2 separate regions of the Mus musculus genome follow, and region 1 is linked to region 2. A link is a contact called in public promoter capture Hi-C data. All regions are on one chromosome and are shown on one strand. Each heading gives the region's core, a stretch centred on a gene start, on an enhancer-like site or on the middle of the called end of the contact. The rest is flanking DNA. Distances are from core to core; before and after follow the strand shown. Region 1 holds the start of Ism1 (isthmin 1, angiogenesis inhibitor). Region 2 holds the start of Btbd3 (BTB (POZ) domain containing 3).

Region 1 (4,759 bases), core at 1,681-4,180, 1.4 Mb before region 2:
TTGTTGCTATTTTGAGTACTTTTGTTGGATGTCCAATCTTAAATAAAGGTGTATCTCTTTTTAAATAATTCTAAATACAGTGTAGCTGAGCCAAACTCACCAGTGCCTGCTTTATAATGGAAGGGATGCTCTGAATTTCTGACATCTAAGAAGGATTTTGGTAGTATAGACATTACAGAATCAAACAATTTAGATGGGAATTTAAGCTTGAGCTCAAAGTGTCCAGAAAACAGAAAGAATTTTGACATCACAGTTTTGTCTTCAAGTACACCTGCTGCTAGCAAATGCATTCTTTCCTATCCGGTAGACAGCAGATAAATGTCTTTTGCAGGTTTAACTGGCTATGTCCATTTGAATTATACTGCCTTGAGCCCAAGAAATAACTTTGGTCAGGAAGAATATAAAACTTTTATAAGAAGAAATTACAAAAAAAAAAAAGAATAAAATTACAAGCTAAACTGTTAAAGTCATCAGTAGGCTTAGTTAAGTGAAGGCTTTGGATGCTCACCATAATTGAACACTGTAACAAGATAAACTGAAGCTACTGGATTAGCAGCTACTTAGGGCTCCAGATATTCCTGGGAGCAGAACTGTTTCCAAATCCCCCATTTCTTCTGTTTTTCTTTCTTTCTTTCTTTTTTTTTTTTTTTGATCGGGGGTGGAGGTGGGGGGGGGGGCTGTTCTTCAGCAAAAGCCCTCTGAGAATCCCATCCAGTTCTACCAGCTGCTTCTCTCATTAAAGTACTGTTGGGGTGGAAAAGGCCAACCGGAGATTATTCTAATGATAGCAAGCACCTCATAAAGAAATCTGCCAAATTTACTTTTCCATAGAACATCATTTTTTTTTACAGGTTTTCATGAGTCCACGAGGAAAGAAAGCATCACATATAAAATACAATTTCCAGAAGCCTTCATGATAGTGAGGATTATTTCTTCAGTGTTTGGCATGGGGGAAATATCTGTTGCTGTTCAGGGTTACCCGAAGGGTAATGTGAGAGGCTCCTCCAAACCCAGATTGTTTTTAGAAGGGTTTGAGAACTTTTAAGCTTAAGGTTTGCATTTTTGCAGGCCTGGTTTGCATTTGTAAGGGTCACCTTGCTTTAGTCTGGCAGACAGCAAGCTTGATATAATTAACCAACAGGTGGGAATGTGTGAATTCTAACAAGTTTCTTAATCACTCGGTGCCTCAGTTTCGCAATCTGTAAGGCAGAGAGATTAACAATCTTGTAATGAGGGTTAGGATGAGATTAAATGAGTTAGCCCCTGCAACACTCTTAAAACAGTATCGTGGTAAACACCTGATGTAGACGTGTTTAAATAAACGCTCTTTTCAGCAACAGGTTATTAGTCTTTTAATGGCACAAAGATGTAAAAATCTCAACATTGCACAGTGACTAGTTTTAGTAGGGCCTGGCTTGGTTTCTTTAGAGAGTGTAGAATCCTGGCTGTTCCCTGAAGAAAATCCCAGCTCACTTCTACTAGTTCTGGTTTAATGCATGCTCTACCTCTAAAACCATGAGGCAGGCTTTCCAAAGTCATAATAGAAAAGCCCATGTGGGCAACCTTTACTCAGCAATATTCATTTGGCATCTCAAGACCTAATATATGCCCCCTGGCCTCATCTCTCCCCCTGGAGCCGAAACAGAATCCTGTTACTAAAAGAACCTTCAAAGCAGATGTTCACCGGGAAGAAGTTTAAAAGTCCCAAGTAACTCCAGACCAAATTCCTACAGGTGCCTTGACTATGGCCCTTTGCCTGGTACATAGGGGCATAAGAGGTGAAGGAATCACTCAGGCAAAGGTGGGGTGTCTGGCTAGTCTCCAGAAATAATGTCTTGACCTCTGACACTGCTTGCACACCCAACAGAATACTTTCTCCTAAATATAGCTTGGAGATTTATCTTATAAGGCCTCTTTATGTCGCCTCACCTCAGTCTCTCTTGCCTCAAGACAAACTTCTAAGTCTCTGGCAGTACTCAGCATCAAAAGCATCCTCCAGCCAGCTTATGCCTCCCAAGCCTAAGACTTCTTCCTGGTGCCAAACCTGTGACAGATCTGAGGCTTTCTCTAGGTAAACTTTGAAGCAGGCCTGGCCTCTACACATAACCCTTCCACCCACCCACCTTCCGCCCGATCCCCTAGTCCAAACTTTTCTGCTTAAACCCGGTTGCCTAGGCAAAAGTGCTCCTTGGTGGAACGGAGGACCCGCCTTCTGCAATGTACCAAGCTCTCTTGCTTAGTACCTTGCGGGCCACCCAGCTTCGTTCAACCACGCACGCCCCCTCCGGCGGCGCACTCACCTGCAACTGGGACCCGCTGACGTTGCCGGCGGCCGCGTCCTGCCGGTCGGAGGCTCCGGATCCGCGCAGAACCGTGATGTGCAGCGTGAGCAGCAGTAGCCCCAGCAGCAGGAGCAGTTCCGCAGCCAGGCGCACCATCCTCTTGAGTCGCGCGGCTTTAGGACCCCGCGCGACTGGCGGCGGCGGCGGCGGCGCCGCCGCCGGGGGAGGAGGAGTCGGAGCCCCCGAGCTCGACTGAGCGGCTCCCGCCTCGGCCCCCACCGGGGCCCCGCTCCCCGGGCCGGCAGGGCTGGCTCTGGGCTCGGCCGAGCGCACGGGGCCCGGGGAACAGGAGCAGCCGCCAACGCCGCCGCCACACCACAGCGGAGCCACCGCGGGGCCGGGGACGTCCAAGCCGGTGGCGGAGCAATCCCAGGAGCTGTCCGGCGGCGGCGATGGGGACCCGGGGCTGTCCGCGACCCAGGCCCGGCCAGGGTCCACCCTTCGGGCAGGGAACTGCGGGGGCGGCGGCGGGGCGGGCGCAGCCGAGCCCCCGAGCGCACATGGGCTCCCCAGATGTGGCCGCGGTGCCGCAGCTGGAGCGGGAGCGGCCGCCAGAGGAGCGCGGGGTTAGAGGCGGAGGAGGAGAAGGAGGAGGAGGGCTTCAGAGGCCGCCCGGAGTTACCTCCACTCTCGGCTCCCCCGCCCCCGCTGCCGGGAGCCACTCACCCTCGGGGCCACCACCTTCCTCACTCCAAGTTCCTTGGGACCTCTAGCTTCGTCGCCCCGCTCGCTCAGTCCCCGGATGGGCTGGCTCCGGGTCACCGAGGTTGTCACCGTTTGAGGATAACTGGGGGCGCCCCGCCGGCGCCTGCGTCCGCCTTCTCGGCTGTGCTAAGTGCTTGCTGCCGAGGTCGCTGTGGCAAAGGAACTAGCCCTCTGCTCGCTCTAGTGCTTGGGGCTGCGGGCGAGTGGGGGTCGCCCAGGCCACCTGAGAAAAGTTTATGGGCAAAGTAGAGCTGGAGTTATAGGAGTGGAGAACGGAGGGGCCAGACAAACCAGGTGTCTGCGACCCCACCACGCACCCTGACCTTGAGCAGCGAGTTTGGGGGGTAGGGGGTGGGGTGACACGGTGTCTGTCGGTCCGGAAGGGTCTTGACACTAGCTGCGGGGCTCTGGGCTGGCTGATCACTGGGTGCAGCAGACCGTGCGCCTACAGCGCCCTGGAGCGTCGGAAAGGCGGGTGAGTTGGATTCAATCCGCGCGCGTCTACTTAAGTGCGCAGGTGTCGCGTGGGAGGCTGCGAAGAACACGGTGTGCGCTGCGAAGGCGCTCGGACGTCAGTGGGATGCTGGGTGACTCTCAGCTTGGTAGACTCGAGTCTGGGGGCTCATCCTGGGGGTGCTGCGCCTGGAGGGGACTTGGGGGCTGCCGAAACGCAGCCGCTGCAACAGCGCCACCGCCTCATGACCGCGCTCCAGCCTCGGGCTCCCGGGAGCGACTCATGCCTTGCAAGTGGTGCGGCTGGCGAGCAGAACGGCTGGGTGATATATCTGGAGAGCGCGGGATCCTTGCCAACGAGGCTAGAGAGAACTGGGTCCAGCGTGGCTCTGGCTCCTGCCTTCCCCAAGTGGCTCGAGTGACGGGCACTCTGTTAGGCTGGAGACTTTTATACTGTGTTCCCTCCGCCTCCTTCCTCCCCTGAGCCAGCTCAGCCCTTCCCTCTCGGTGAGCCCAGCCCTAGTCAAGCGTGAGCACACGTTCCCACAACCCTTGTCACACATTGCCATTTCTCATCCGCAACCCAGGACCGTTGCACAAATCTCCTTAGGTGAATGAAATCAAACAAACAAATAAAACTTTCTTACCGGCACGCCACTTTTCTCTCTTTTCCTACCTCTTTCTACAATCACTAGAAACGGACAGAAGATTCCTAATTAAACTGTCTTTAGAGTTAAAATCTTTCTTTGGAAACTCTAAGATGAATTTCTTCGCCACTCCAAACGTTCCTCAGGTCGTCTTAGCATTTTCCAGAATTTAACTAGTTGTGGTTCAGCATGCTGTTTGCATCTGTTTGTATCCAGTTAACTTATTGCCTCTTTGAAAATGCTGGAAAACATCTTTAAAATTCTAGCCAAACCCAGCAGCTCATTAATAAATTGGCAGCTATTTATAAAGTGCGGGATGGGCATCTTTTCCTTTTCACTAAGGGTGGGTTTCCCCTCTCTGGCAGAGAGCTCTCTTTCAACTGTTAGGCTGCCTGGCTTCCCATTGCTATCTCTAGGCTCTAAAATACCAATAATTGTCAACTGGAGCGCTGAGGGGAGAAATTGAAACAATAAACCTTGGTGGTTCAGATGGGAGATCAAAGGGGATTCTAGCAGCTTTGGAATCCCAGAAGGATTCCCCTGCGTGTTTTCTAATTAGAATCACTTAAGAGTATCAGGCAGCCGAATCAGCACACAGGTGGAATAGATAAA
Region 2 (4,574 bases), core at 1,340-3,839:
CGTTTTTATATTACTAATTTAAAATTGCTTGTATTAATCTACAGACAACTATAGGAAACAATCCCTTCAAAAATCTCTTCATCAAAAATTTGCATGTCCAATTTTGTGGGTAAAATATATGTAGTCAAAGATGAGATACTAAGTTCCACTTCTGGTGGCATTAGACAACACAGAAGGCATGTGTCGTCCTAGTGTTGCTAGCTAAACAAGGTACATCACTGCTCTCATTGTGAAGTAAAGGTCTATTTCTCTGAAGCCTCCTTAAAGTGTCCTGCTTTCAGAAGGAGAACATCCCTATTAAACAGTGTTTATTCCAGAAAGCTATTTTTCTTTTAAAATGTCCCTAAAAGCAGCTCACCACGTGAGCTCTTTGCCCCTAGGCTCTAGGCTAAGGAATGGCTCTAACTGCCTGCGACATTCCATAGGACTTCCCCGAGCACAGAAGAGCGGTTCTAAGACCATTTACAAGGCAAGCAGCACCCCCTCTCTTTAGAATCTCTCGCTTACAGGAAACTCAGATCTGACTGAGAGGCCAGCAGAGCAGGAACACAGCACAAGAAACTCTTTCCAAACACACACATCATGCTTACTTCAGCATGGCGAGGAAGGCAGCAGGTTCGACGTCTGGGATTCGGATTTCATCTTTGTCCTCAGCGAGTTCTCCGTAAAACATTGCATGGAACACTGAGCTCCCGACAGCGAGGACGTACTGTGGAGAAAGGGAGAGCTCCCTTCACACACTACACTGAAAGCATTTGCAGAGTCAATCCCCAAAACCACTAGCCACTGAGGGCCGGGGGCACGTAAGGTACATAGCCCACCGTCGTAAACAGCCAGGCTATGGTGCACTGGACAGGGAGCATGAGACTGTCACACAAAGTGGGCTCTCCATCAATATCTCAAAGCTTTGACATTAATATACACCCCCACCCCACTGGGAAATAAATCAAACCATGGGCTCTTTATCGGATTTCTATAGGTACAGTAAACAGAGGACTTTCCAAGCCAGTTACAACATTTCCTAGCCCTGGAGAGTGAGAAGCGCACATTTCTGGGTGATATATACAACCGTGTAGAAGGAAACAAAGACAAAATGAAGTGTGGCCAAAGGTCTATATTCTCTGTAACTGGGCGAACCATGCAGTGGCTGCCGGCGGGCTGCCTGCCCACACCAAGCTCTGTGCTGACAGGGTCCCTCTATGTAAATCTCAGGACTAAACCGGTAATGCAGCTGTTGCTTACTTTGTGTCCTGGCAACCGCTGAGTCCCACCTGGTGGCCCAACCACAAAATGTACGTCTGCCATCAAGTCATTATTGAACATCACCGCATTTCTACAAACAAGAGGCGAGTCATTAATTCACAACAGCCTGTATTCTTAGCAGCCCTTTCCCCAACATGCAAAACTTCAGAGTTAAGCTAAGCAACAACAGCTCAGCGTTCCACTCCCAGCTAAAGAGCATACAAAGGGTCCAGCCACACCACTGCCTGAAACCACTGCAGACACATGGCAAGGAACTCAAGTTTTAAAAGTTAACTAAACTTTTACAGGGCTTAGGACAAATGAAGGGTTTCCTGTCTCTGTGCTCCACAGACACAAAGCTGCTGCTTAAATGTTACAGCTTGCAAAAATATTTTTATCTAAGAGGAAAACAGCTGTACTGCTTTGGAAAAGATACAAGGCAGCTTTCCATTACCAGTAGAGCCTCTGGGGAAGAGGAGCAGGGATTCGTGGTAAACTGCATTACAGTCATGAAAAAGCAGAGACTTCACCACCGGCAAACTTTGAGAGTAAACACGCTAGCCTGCCAGCAAGGGCGCTTACCTTTCTCGGATGGTGGGATAAAGACCCTGCCAGTTGGGGGCCGGGATGAGGTTGTTGTTACAGAGGTTGTGCTGGTGTTGCTGCTGGACAGTGGTGCTGCTGGAGTTGGCTGGCTTCTTACGGGGGAATATATCAGCAGCCATCTTCTTCTTCTTTTTAGTCTTCAAGGTAATTATTTCATAACAAACTGGGGGCAACTTGCTGCTCCCACTGCCAACGCTGCCGCCGCCGCCGCCGCCACCGCTGCTGTTGGCTTTCTTTGAACCTTTTTTGGACCTGTTCTTTACTGTCTCTGGAAGCATCAAGAAGAAGGTGAGACATTTCATGTTCTTTTCTTTATCATCTACCATGAGTACAGGATGTCTCTCTTTAGAGCTAGATCTCGCAAAACTGCTCAAACATCAAGGCAAAGAGGCTAGCCGGAGCTAAGATGTTAACAGAGACCGGCAGGCTGCTTTCTTCCTGCTTTTCCCAGCCAGGCAAGGTGACCTTTTCACTATGTTGAAGAGAAACTGGCTTTAAGTTTTATCCAGGACCGGATCTGTTAAATACATTCCCATCATGATTCCTGGTTTTCTTACTTGCGCATAAAACCAGCCGTTCTCTGGATCACCTGCAAAGCTGAGCAAAGGAGGCAGGCAGAGAGAGAGCTGAGGCGCTTGCTTTCTGAATTAGGTTAGCAAGATGTGGCGAGCCCAGCGAGTCAGTACGGCCGCGGCCGGCCGGTGAAGTTGTGTGGTGAATGGATCGGGAGAGGAGAGTAGGTATTACAGCCCTGCAGACGGAGTCAGACAGCCAGAGCTCCGAGCCAATAGCTGAAGCCACCAATCAGGATTGGATGAAGCCAAACAGTGACACCTATTGTAGCATGCACAGCTCTGATATTAAAGGAGCAGCAGTTACATTCTCTTTTCTACTGTATATTTAATTAAGATAAACAGCAAATGAAAGACATTTGCAAACAGGAAGGGAGGGGTTTATTTCTCTTTAGTACAGGAACATTTTCATTTCAACCAAAACAAGCAAAAGCCATTAACAAAGAATGGGAACACATATGTCTAATCTCTCTTCCTGGCAACAATCTTCCTCCTAGCAGCATTTACTTGCAAGTATTTTGAACAGGATCTCCTAGACTATAAAGCCAAAGGGAACCAACGTACTGAAATTAAACCAAACACATTTAAGCCCAGCCACGGCAGGGGAGGGGAGGGGTCTTTTTTTAGTCTCTGGATGTTTTGCTAAGGCTCTGCATTTAGCTTGCTTCCAATGTTTTCTAGCTCGGCACTGATTTTGGACCTGTGTCCCAGGTCACAAAACACAGTTAATTACGATGAGCTTCCACCAGCACACTTAGCTGTACTCAAGCATAAGGCAGACTGTAGATATGACAATAGCATTCATTCAAATGAGACAACTCTGATAATTAGTGCTTAAACCCTGTGATTCACTGCAGATAAGTCAGATAGGGCACTGCTCAGGATCTCAAAATCCAACTCAACTCTTAAGGCTACATTTAATCTTGTCATACAAATTTTAAAGAATCCGTAAGCTCTAGCACAGCACCAGTAGAAGGGCTATTTAAAATGATCAAAGTCTCCTATTAACTAGTTAAAAGGCAAAAGATCTCTTTGCTTTAGATGAGAATAAGGCTTCCCCGGCAGCTGCCAGTAAAACAGCATCTACTGGAGCTTCATAGTTTGTAAAGGCAGACTAATGACTAGAGTGACTCCCGCCCCATCTATGGGATTACTCGGGTTTGTTCAAAGTAGAGAGGCTATCTGCTGCCTCTGGTCCCTGATCCTTCAGAGTCCTAGCCCTGTGTGCTATGTAACATTCGCCTGCATGGAGACTCCTCAGCAAATGAGAACACTGTTACTATAACTAACAGTATTGCATACCAGAATAAATTTTTAAATCCCCTAGCATCTTAGTCCTAAATCATTCCAAAGGCGTTCCTTTGTATTGTCATTATTTAAAGCCATTTGAAAGCCTCTGCGAGCACAGAGTATGAGACACAGGCAAGGTTACCTATCCCCATTGTTGATGGAACCAAGTTGCTGCTTATTTATGACAATTATTGTATTCTAGACTGCAGGGCTAAGACACTGCACATCAATACCCTTGCAAATCACCTTCAGCTGTACTTTGAGGATAATGTTAGAGATATGATAACCTGTTATATGATAACCTGTTGGAAAGCATCTAGAAGGCCAGGGAGTGAGTAAAGAACTTGTAATACAAGAATGGAAACCAGTGTTTGGATCCCCAGCACAGGAAGGAAGGAAGGAAGGAAGGAAGGAAGGAAGGAAGGAAGGAAGGAAGGAAGGCGAAGCCCAGCCCAGCAGCCTGTACCTATAACCCTAACTCTAGCAGTAGGTAAGGGTTATTAGTAAGGCCTTGGTAGCCAGTTAGCCTTAGCTCATTGGTGAGCTACAGATAAATGAATAGACTTTGTCTCAAAAAATAACAGAGAGCAGTGGAAGGTCAACCTCTGCCTCCCACCACACACACACACAAACTCGTGCACGTCTATATACATTACATATATACATCACACACCACACAAACATACAGATACAAACATCCACACCCACTACACTCACATATCACACCACATACAAACATCCCACATATCATACACATAACACACAAACACCTATGCCCAACATACACACACACTCTCATAGAGAGACAGGCAGGCAGGCAGACAGACAGACAGACAGACTCTCACTCACCCGCACAGAACACCG

The links. Promoter capture Hi-C pulls out the DNA fragments that hold promoters and counts their contacts.
Region 1: a promoter capture Hi-C map of hippocampal neurons shows a contact between it and region 2, with 4 times the contacts expected there. The contact joins the promoter of Ism1 here to the promoter of Btbd3 in region 2.

The regions. Positions count from the first base shown.
Region 1 is chr2:139,676,349-139,681,107 of GRCm38.p6, reverse strand. Ism1 (isthmin 1, angiogenesis inhibitor) reads right to left here and starts at 2,930. Exons shown (of 6, transcript NM_001276489.1): 1 at 2,301-2,930. The coding sequence starts at 2,438.
Region 2 is chr2:138,276,508-138,281,081 of GRCm38.p6, reverse strand. Btbd3 (BTB (POZ) domain containing 3) reads right to left here and starts at 2,589. Exons shown (of 4, transcript NM_145534.2): 1 at 1,825-2,589; 2 at 1,243-1,333; 3 at 591-709. The coding sequence starts at 2,174.